Linked DNA regions of Mus musculus: region 1 is linked to region 2. A link is a contact called in public promoter capture Hi-C data. All regions are on one chromosome and are shown on one strand. The core of a region is the stretch at or near the end of the contact, and the rest is flanking DNA. Distances in the headings are between cores, read along the strand shown. Region 1 holds the start of Zbtb33 (zinc finger and BTB domain containing 33). Region 2 holds the start of Dock11 (dedicator of cytokinesis 11).

Region 1 (3,799 bases), core at 643-3,142, 2.3 Mb after region 2:
AGGTGACAGCAGATGCTGGCGAGGATGTGGAGAAAGAGGAACACTCCTCCATTGTTGGTGGGATTGCAATCTTGTACAACCACTCTGGAAATCAGTCTGGTGGTTCCTCAGAAAATTGGACATAGTACTACCGGAGGATCCCACAATACCTCTTCTGGGCATATATCCAGAAGATGTTCCAACTGGTAAGAAAGACACATGCTCCACTATGTTCATAGCAGCCTTATTTATAATAGCCAGAAGCTGGAAAGAACCCAGATGCCCCTCGACAGAGGAATGGATACAGAAAATGTGGTACATTTACACAATGGAATACTACTCAGCTATTAAAAAGAATGAATTTATGAAATTCCTAGCCAAATGGATGGACCTGGAGGGCATCATCCTGAGTGAGGTAACACAATCACAAAAGAACTCAAATGATATGTACTCACTGATAAGTAGATATTAGCCCAGAAACTTAGTATACCCAAGATATAAGATACAATTTGCAAAACACATGAAACTGAAGAAGAATGAAGACCAAAGTGTGGACACTTTGCCCCTTAGAATTGGGAACAATCACCCATGGAAGGAGTTATATAGACGAAGTTTGGAGCTGAGACAAAAGGATGGACCATCTAGAGACTGCCATATCCAGGGATCCATCCCATAATCAGCCTCCAAACGATGACACCATTGCATACACTAGCAAGAGTTTGCTGAAAGGACCCTCATATAGCTGTCCCTTGTGAGACTATGCCGGGGCCTAGCAAACACGGAAGTGGATGCTCACAGTCAGCTATTGGATGGATCACAGGGCCCCCAATGGAGGAGCTAGAGAAAGTATCCAAGGAGCTAAAGAGATCTGCAACCCTGTAGGTGCAACAACATTATGAACTAACCAGTACCCTGGAGCTCTTGACTCTAGCTGCATATGTATCAAAAGATGGCCTAGTCGCCGTCACTAGAAAGAGAGGCCCATTGGACATGCAAACTTTATATGCCCCAGTACAGGGGAACGCCAGGGCCAAAAAGTGGGACTGGGTGGGTAGGGGAGTGGGGGGGTGTGTGTGGGACTTTTGGGCTAGCATTGGAAATGTAATTGAGGAAAATACATAATAAAAAATATTTTAAAAAATAATGATAAACAATACAAATATTATTGCCTTTCAAGGTAGGGCTCATTTGACACTATTTGGTTTGTTATTCCTTCTCTGTAGTTCTATACTTTTAAAATACTTTTATTCGTGTGTATGTACCTGCCGAGCCCTCTGAAATGAGAGAAACTTGTCTTATCTGCTTTTCTATCCCACAGGGCCTGGAGTATATTTGCTGCAGATCAAATGTGATCTCTATGTTAATAGATATGCAGTTAACAAGATATTGCATGCACCATTTAACATTCGATTAACAAGAGTTATCAGAACACAGGTTTCTTCTTAAAAGTAGACAGTGTAATGTGGTTTTCTTGTTATCCTACAATTTGAATTAGTATGAGTTAAATTTTAGTATGCAGATTGTATTCAAGGTGGCTTGTTATCCAAGCAACAGGCTAACAGGGCAGACTTCAAACATGCAAAAGAACTGGAATTTATACAACCTCTGAACATTTTTAAGCCCTCGGGACTTAAGGGAGTTTGAACAAACAAGACTAGCCTCCCTGCCACTCCTAACAGTGTCATCGGATCTTTGTCTGTCTCACGGAGCCGAGCTCTTAAGAGAATCACAGAACACTTAGAAAAATGCTTCGCAGTCACGGAAAGAGCCGAAGGCGGGCTTCGCGCTCTTCCGGACAACCCCGGGCTGCTCTCGGAAGAGGAAGGCGAGGAAGCCACGCCTCCCACGCTGCGCCCTCTGTCGGCGGAGCCCGGCGCCCGAGCCGCGTCCGTGGAAGCCGCTTTGACGTCGGCGGAAACTGGAGCGACATTTAAAGCGGCAGCAGCGGCGCTGCGGAGTCCGGCTGCTTGGGGTAGGACTCTGACCCTGCCTCGGCCCCGAGGAGGAGAAAGCGGCCGCCGCGGAGCAGGTGAGGAGTGGGCTGGGCACCGGGCCCGGGAGACGGAGCCCGCCTACGCCTTCCATGCCCTGGCCGCGCCTACGCTTGCGGCCGCCTCGCTTGAACCAGGAAGCAGCGGAGCCCGAGGCCTTGGCTCCTCTGCTCTTTCTTTGTGTGGGTCCCGGAGCTCTACCAAGAGAACCGGTAAGGCGCGGCGTGGTCCCCTTCTCTGTCCAGTGCCAGAGGCACCCGGTACCCTTGCATAAGCCTTAGGGCGTGGGGGACGCCGCCAAGTACCCACTTGGCTTTCTCCCTCTCCATTCGTCCGCTTTGGGGGGCGGGGAAGGGGGCTCTTTTCCCACCTCCCTACTAGTTTGATTGAGCTTTACTATGGGGCCCATCCTCCTCTTTAGATCCTTCTTTGGACACAACAATGCTTCCGGCTTCGCATGGCCCGCTACCCCCAACAGAGTACCCTTAGGAGCTAGGCCTACTTTCTTCAACACCCCTCAACCCCCCTGCCTTCGTTCTGCTGTTTGCATCGCCATCCCTGTTTGTGTTTTCACGTGAATTGACGTTTAAAAGCTCAGTTGCACCAAAGTTCAAAGGAAGAAGAGGGAGATGGTGGAAGAGGGAGAGATGGACAACAGCTGCAGGGAGCCCTGTAGTGTTGGTTTGTTTCCCCCCCTCTGGCCCGTGGCATTTTTCTCTTCCCTACTGTCACCAGCCTTCTAAACCAGCCAACAACCAAAGATGTGTTACACAATGCTATGAGATGCCTTTTCCGTAGGCAGGTCGCAAATCTCTGGGGAGGAAAGGTTTGAGACCCACTTGGGGTGATCCTGGGCTAACCCTGACCAGCTGGATACCTAATCAAAATGAAACCAGGTCCCAGTATCACCTAGACACCTACATTTGAATCATTCCCATGTTGGAAAAAAAAAACCCTTATTTTCCAATTATAAAAATCATGTGGCCATATACAGAAATCTCTCCACTTGAAAGTGGTTTCTGTTGAAACCTTCATGTTTTGGATTGTTGGCAGATTGTCTAAAGGTCACACTTTGTGATGAATGCCTTTGTGATTGCCTGTAATTCCTTGGTGCTGTTAAAATGGAGTAGCTAACATGGTTTTAATTTTTGGCTTTTAGACTTTTAAAGTTATGATGTTTTAAATACAGAGATACTCATGCCTCCCTTGTGTGTTTATATGTGAGCATGTGTGTGTGTGTGTGTGTGTGTGTGTGTGTGTGTTTGTGTGTGTGTGTGTAAGTACCAGGTGACAGTGACATTCTTTAGTAACTTATTAATAAAATAATTCTCTACCAAATGTACTTAGCAAGGAATGGTTAATATATAATATTTGTATAACATGTGTTTTGTGCTTATAAGTATTTTAATATGCATATGGGTCCTTTGCACTTCAGATGCACTCTGAACTCAATAGCTTCCGTGAAATGCCAAAAGAAAGTGTTTGGAGTGTCCCACAGCAGCAACAGTTGCCTGCTTCTCTGTTGTAACTAGTTACTGTTTTTGCTTGCACTGACTCCTTTGAAGAGAACTGGGTCTTCTACAAGTGAACATCATTCTTTACCAACAACATATGTTTGCAGTTTTTATGTAAATAGGCACCGAGGAGGGGCGCTCTCCCTTTCTGTTTGTTTCTTCACTAGAGTATGTGTTGACTTCACTTGGCACTCTGTCTAACGCTGCATCTCTACAAAGTGCAAGGCAGAATAGAAGGATAAGGGGTAGGTAGAAATAATGGGAAATTGTGAGGCGCTAATTGTCAGTGTCCGTAATTGGCCTTGGCTGTGAGGG
Region 2 (4,220 bases), core at 1,129-3,628:
CAGAAATCCACCTGCCTCTGCCTCCCAAGTGCTGGGATTAAAGGCTTGCACCACCACTGCCCTTGCTTCTTGCTTCTACTTTCCACTCATGAGACACCTCCCCACCCCCTTAATTCACATATAAGGACAACTGTATCCTAATTTTACATGGCCTTGGGAGCTCTCAGAAGAGGTATAGGATATAAGTAAGGAAGGGGATTCATCTACTTTGCTGCCTTGTGTTAAGCTATCATCCCTGAAGGGTGCAGACCTTTCAATGTTACTGCTTTCATGTCAGCCATTAACATCTCATGTATTGCTTTGTAAGTAAGTCTAATAAGGTCCTTGTTCCCCCAGGTGAATTTTGGAGGAACTGTACCTTTGAGGGTCATTGGGACTTTAGCAGGAGGGATAGATGTTGTTTACATCTTGCCCAAGGAAGGAATTTTAGCAATAGTGTGTAAATGTTTTGCCTGAATGTGTGTATGTGTACCACATGTGTGCCTTGCGCCTGAAGAGGTTAGAAACACTGGAGTGATCTCCCTGTAACTGTACTTTGGGGTCGTTGTGAGCCACAATACAGGTGCTGGGAACTGAACCCATGGCTTCTGCAAGAGCAATGAGTGCTCTTGACCTCTAAGCCATCTCTTTATTCTCAGAGGGGACTGGACTCTGCTCCATGATCTGAACATTGAACCTATAGACTGGGAAATAAACACCTTCTCTTTCTGTCAAGGTGGAGAACTTACCCAGGAGTCCTCTTGGTCTGCTGTCTTACACCTATTGCCCCAAACTGAGTAGGATTCTATGCCATCGTACAGTAGAGAGTTGAACATGGGTTAATATTCACCAATTATGATTCATCAGTACCTAGAGCACTACCTTTCTTTCCTAAGCCCTGTGCCTCTGCCTTGTACCTGAAGCAGTGAATCTGGAGTTAGCAAGGGAAAACATGCTAGAGTATTCTGGAGGTCAACAACTAGGAGCCAGACACACAAATATTCACCATTCATTGAACACATAGCATGAATTTGTGCTGATCCACCTGCAGGTAACAGTTTCCACCCCGACCCCCAACACACACACACACACACACACACACACACACACACACACACAGAGTGAGGTCAACATGCAGGATAATGCCTGTCCCTTAGAGCCCTTCCATGTCCCAGGTCCTGGAGGAACCCTCCATCTGTGCCTTATCAGGATCAATGAGAAGGTGGCCAAATGGGCTTGCTGCTAGGAGACTTGGTCTTTTCTGGGTTCCTGGAGTCCATTCCCATGCTCTTGTTTCCATAACAAAGTCCTTGTGTAGGTGTGTGACTGTGTGCTCTTTGAAGGCCTGAGAAGTGTGGAAAGTGCCATTTGGGCACCGGTAGAAATCCTCAAAAAGGATTAGACCCCTGGTGATGGGCCATTTCAAACTTAAAACAAAACAAAAAAAAATGAAGTGGGGCCTTTCATTTCAGAATTAAGGCCTTGTTTGTGTCTAAGCATGCATGCTTTACACCTAGTCAGATGTTCTGGGGAAATTAAGGAAAGGGTGAGATGGTTGCAGAGCACAGGTAAAAGCTAGAGGATTGATAGGTCCTCCAAAAGCCTTCCCAGTGAGCACTAGGGCCACTCCTTCTGGAATCACTGCAGAACCACACAATTCATCAAAGGCTCTGGGGTCTCTCACCACCCAGCTATCCCTGCCTGGGTAAGACTCACTTCTAGAAGCCTGTCCCCTGGTTGCCCTATGAAGTGGATGCCTGGGTGGGGAAATGAAGGGGGTTGGGTACAGACCCAGACAAGTCTTTCCTGCAGCAAACCCGCTCTTCCTTCCTTTGACATAGGGCAGACCCAACCAGGCTGAGTACACAATAGGAGCATGCTGCTTCCATGTTGTTTCCCAGCCTCTAGCCGCCTGGGACCCAGGGGCTTGCAGGTTGGGGGCAAGTGAGATTTTTCCCACCGCCTCACTGCTCCTGAAGTCTTAAGGGAGGCAGAGGTCTCTGGAGGCCCCAGCACACCCTAGTCTTGGAGACATTTCATCACCCACCTCTGACCCCCTCCCGCGCCATACACTCGGAAAAAGAAGCAGCCTCATCTCGCCTCCCGGATGCGGCTGCACCAGCAACATCAGCTGCGGGCGGAGCCCGGGTGCTTGCCACTTCCCCCTCTTCCCGCGTGACCCTCGCCCCCACCTCCAGCACTCCCTCCCCCTCCAGGAGACACACCCTCCTTCTTAGGCCACTCAGGTCGGGGCCCTTGGTGAGAGGGAGCAGCCGCCGCCGCCCGGCAGGACCCAGAGCCTGCAAAAGCTAGAGCAAAAAGGAGGGAAAGAGGGAGGAGCGGCGCGCGGGAGGAGGAGCCGCGGGAGCTGGGCGCGGGGCGGCGAGCTGAGATGTGGCCGGCCCGTCGGCGTGTAAACACAGGCAGCAGCAGCAGCAGCGGCCGCCCGGGCCCGGGGCACTGAGCGCTCCCGCCGAGACCTGCCCGCCACCTCTGCCATGGCCGAAGTGCGCAAATTCACCAAGCGGCTGAGCAAGCCAGGCACGGCAGCCGAGCTCCGCCAGAGCGTGTCGGAGGCCGTGCGGGGCTCCGTGGTGCTGGTGAGTGGTCGAGCGACGGGGAGTCCCGGGGGGGGGGGGGTTCGCTCACACCGGGAGCAGCGCGGTGGCTTCCCGCGCGCGCGCTGGAGACCACGGGCAGGATGGGCGCAGCTGCGGTCGAGCGCTAGGAGCTCTCTTTTTCCTCTGTTCTACTTAAGTTTTCGCTCTGGCAACCGGCTGCCTGGGGGTGGGAGTCTCAGGCGCCACGGGACAGCGCTCTGGCTACCCCACCAGCTTGCGCTGGGCTGGAAGCTGAATGGCACAGCGGGTTTCACAGAGCTGCGGCCGGAGAGTGGGTCTCCACCCCAGCGGGGGCGGCTGAAAGCTTCAGATCGCACCTCCCGCTCCCCCGGACCCCCGCACAAAGAGCTGGAGATTAGGGCACGAGGAGATCCGGATCCCTTTAAGAGGGCACCTGGGGCAGCCTAGGCGGAAGGATGCGATGAGCACAGATATACTTGAGTGCGGATACACATCGGGTACACGCGCGCACACACACACACTCACTTACACACACAAAAAACCCCACCCAAAAGCCCAGGGCGCCCAAGCTCTGGCGGGCGATGTGGACAGAGGAAGCATAGCGACTTCCTCCTGCTACTGGGGAGAGGGAGGGTGGTGATGGGTGTTGAGGGGTACTGCCAACTAAGACAGAGGGAGAGGATTGGAAACAACGGGGGTGGGTCTGCGCCTGAGTGGGTTTTGAGTCTGTATCCTCTGGGAGAGGATGGTTCTTAAGACTTGTGAGCGATTGGAGGCAAGAGGATGTGGGAAGGACTGGATGTTGCTGTGTAAGGATGAAGACCCTAGAACCAGACGCCTACGTAGACTATTGGGGATGTCTTGGCGGCGGGTAGAGCTGGGGGATGGGGATTGGAGAGTGTTCTGACACCCCCCTCGGGGAACCACCCCTCCCCCGCACGCCAGCGCACCCTCATCAGTCCTGTTCAGATGGTCTAAATCTGGAGGGAAGCCTTGGATGGTAAGGGGCACTTGCTCCTTTGCTTTTAAAGGCTCCCATTGCCAATTTTTTGGACTAGGGACCAAACCTTAAATAAGCAGTGGGACTAAATCATTAGCGTGCTTTTTTGTTACTTTGTTTTGCAGGAGATTTGCTGGCTTTTGTCTCTTTCCACTCCTATATTATTTCATGTCATTCGCTGTGTTTAAATCTCCGCACTTAAGAGAGAGCTTTTTGTTAGCACAACTTATCCTGGGAAGGGAACCTCGCAGCTTTTCCCTGTAATTTTTATGTTGATCTTGTAGAATCGGCAATAAAACCAACATTAAAGCAAGGCAAGGGGCCTGATCCTAACAGTGGGGAAAGTTGACATTAGTGGGAATTCTGGAAGAGGATCAAAGGTAAAATATGTACCTTTGAGATAAAAATCGGATTTCTAATAGCTGCAACTGTGCAGAGCCAAGGGACTTTAAAGAAATGTCTTTATCATGGCTGGACCCTTGAAGTTTAATCCTGCTGCTTGGTGAGGCTAAACCCAGACCTTTAATGTTGTCTTAATGGATTTGGCTTATTGTATATTTCACCCAGATTTGGAGCCAGAACCTGTTGAGGTCAGATCAGAACCTCACTTGTCATCAGGGCCATTTGAGAGAGGACCACAAGCTGTGTGCAAGGCATTT

What was found. Promoter capture Hi-C pulls out the DNA fragments that hold promoters and counts their contacts.
Region 1: a promoter capture Hi-C map of pre-B cells shows a contact between it and region 2, with 2.4 times the contacts expected there. The contact joins the promoter of Zbtb33 here to the promoter of Dock11 in region 2. A contact is called at or near these places in 2 of 39 promoter capture datasets (the C10 cell line and pre-B cells).

Annotation. Positions count from the first base shown.
Region 1 is chrX:38,187,901-38,191,699 of GRCm38.p6, forward strand. It overlaps Zbtb33 (zinc finger and BTB domain containing 33), which reads left to right and starts at 1,893. Exons shown (of 2, transcript NM_020256.2): 1 at 1,893-2,182.
Region 2 is chrX:35,886,454-35,890,673 of GRCm38.p6, forward strand. Dock11 (dedicator of cytokinesis 11) reads left to right here and starts at 2,379. Exons shown (of 53, transcript NM_001009947.3): 1 at 2,379-2,579. The coding sequence starts at 2,478.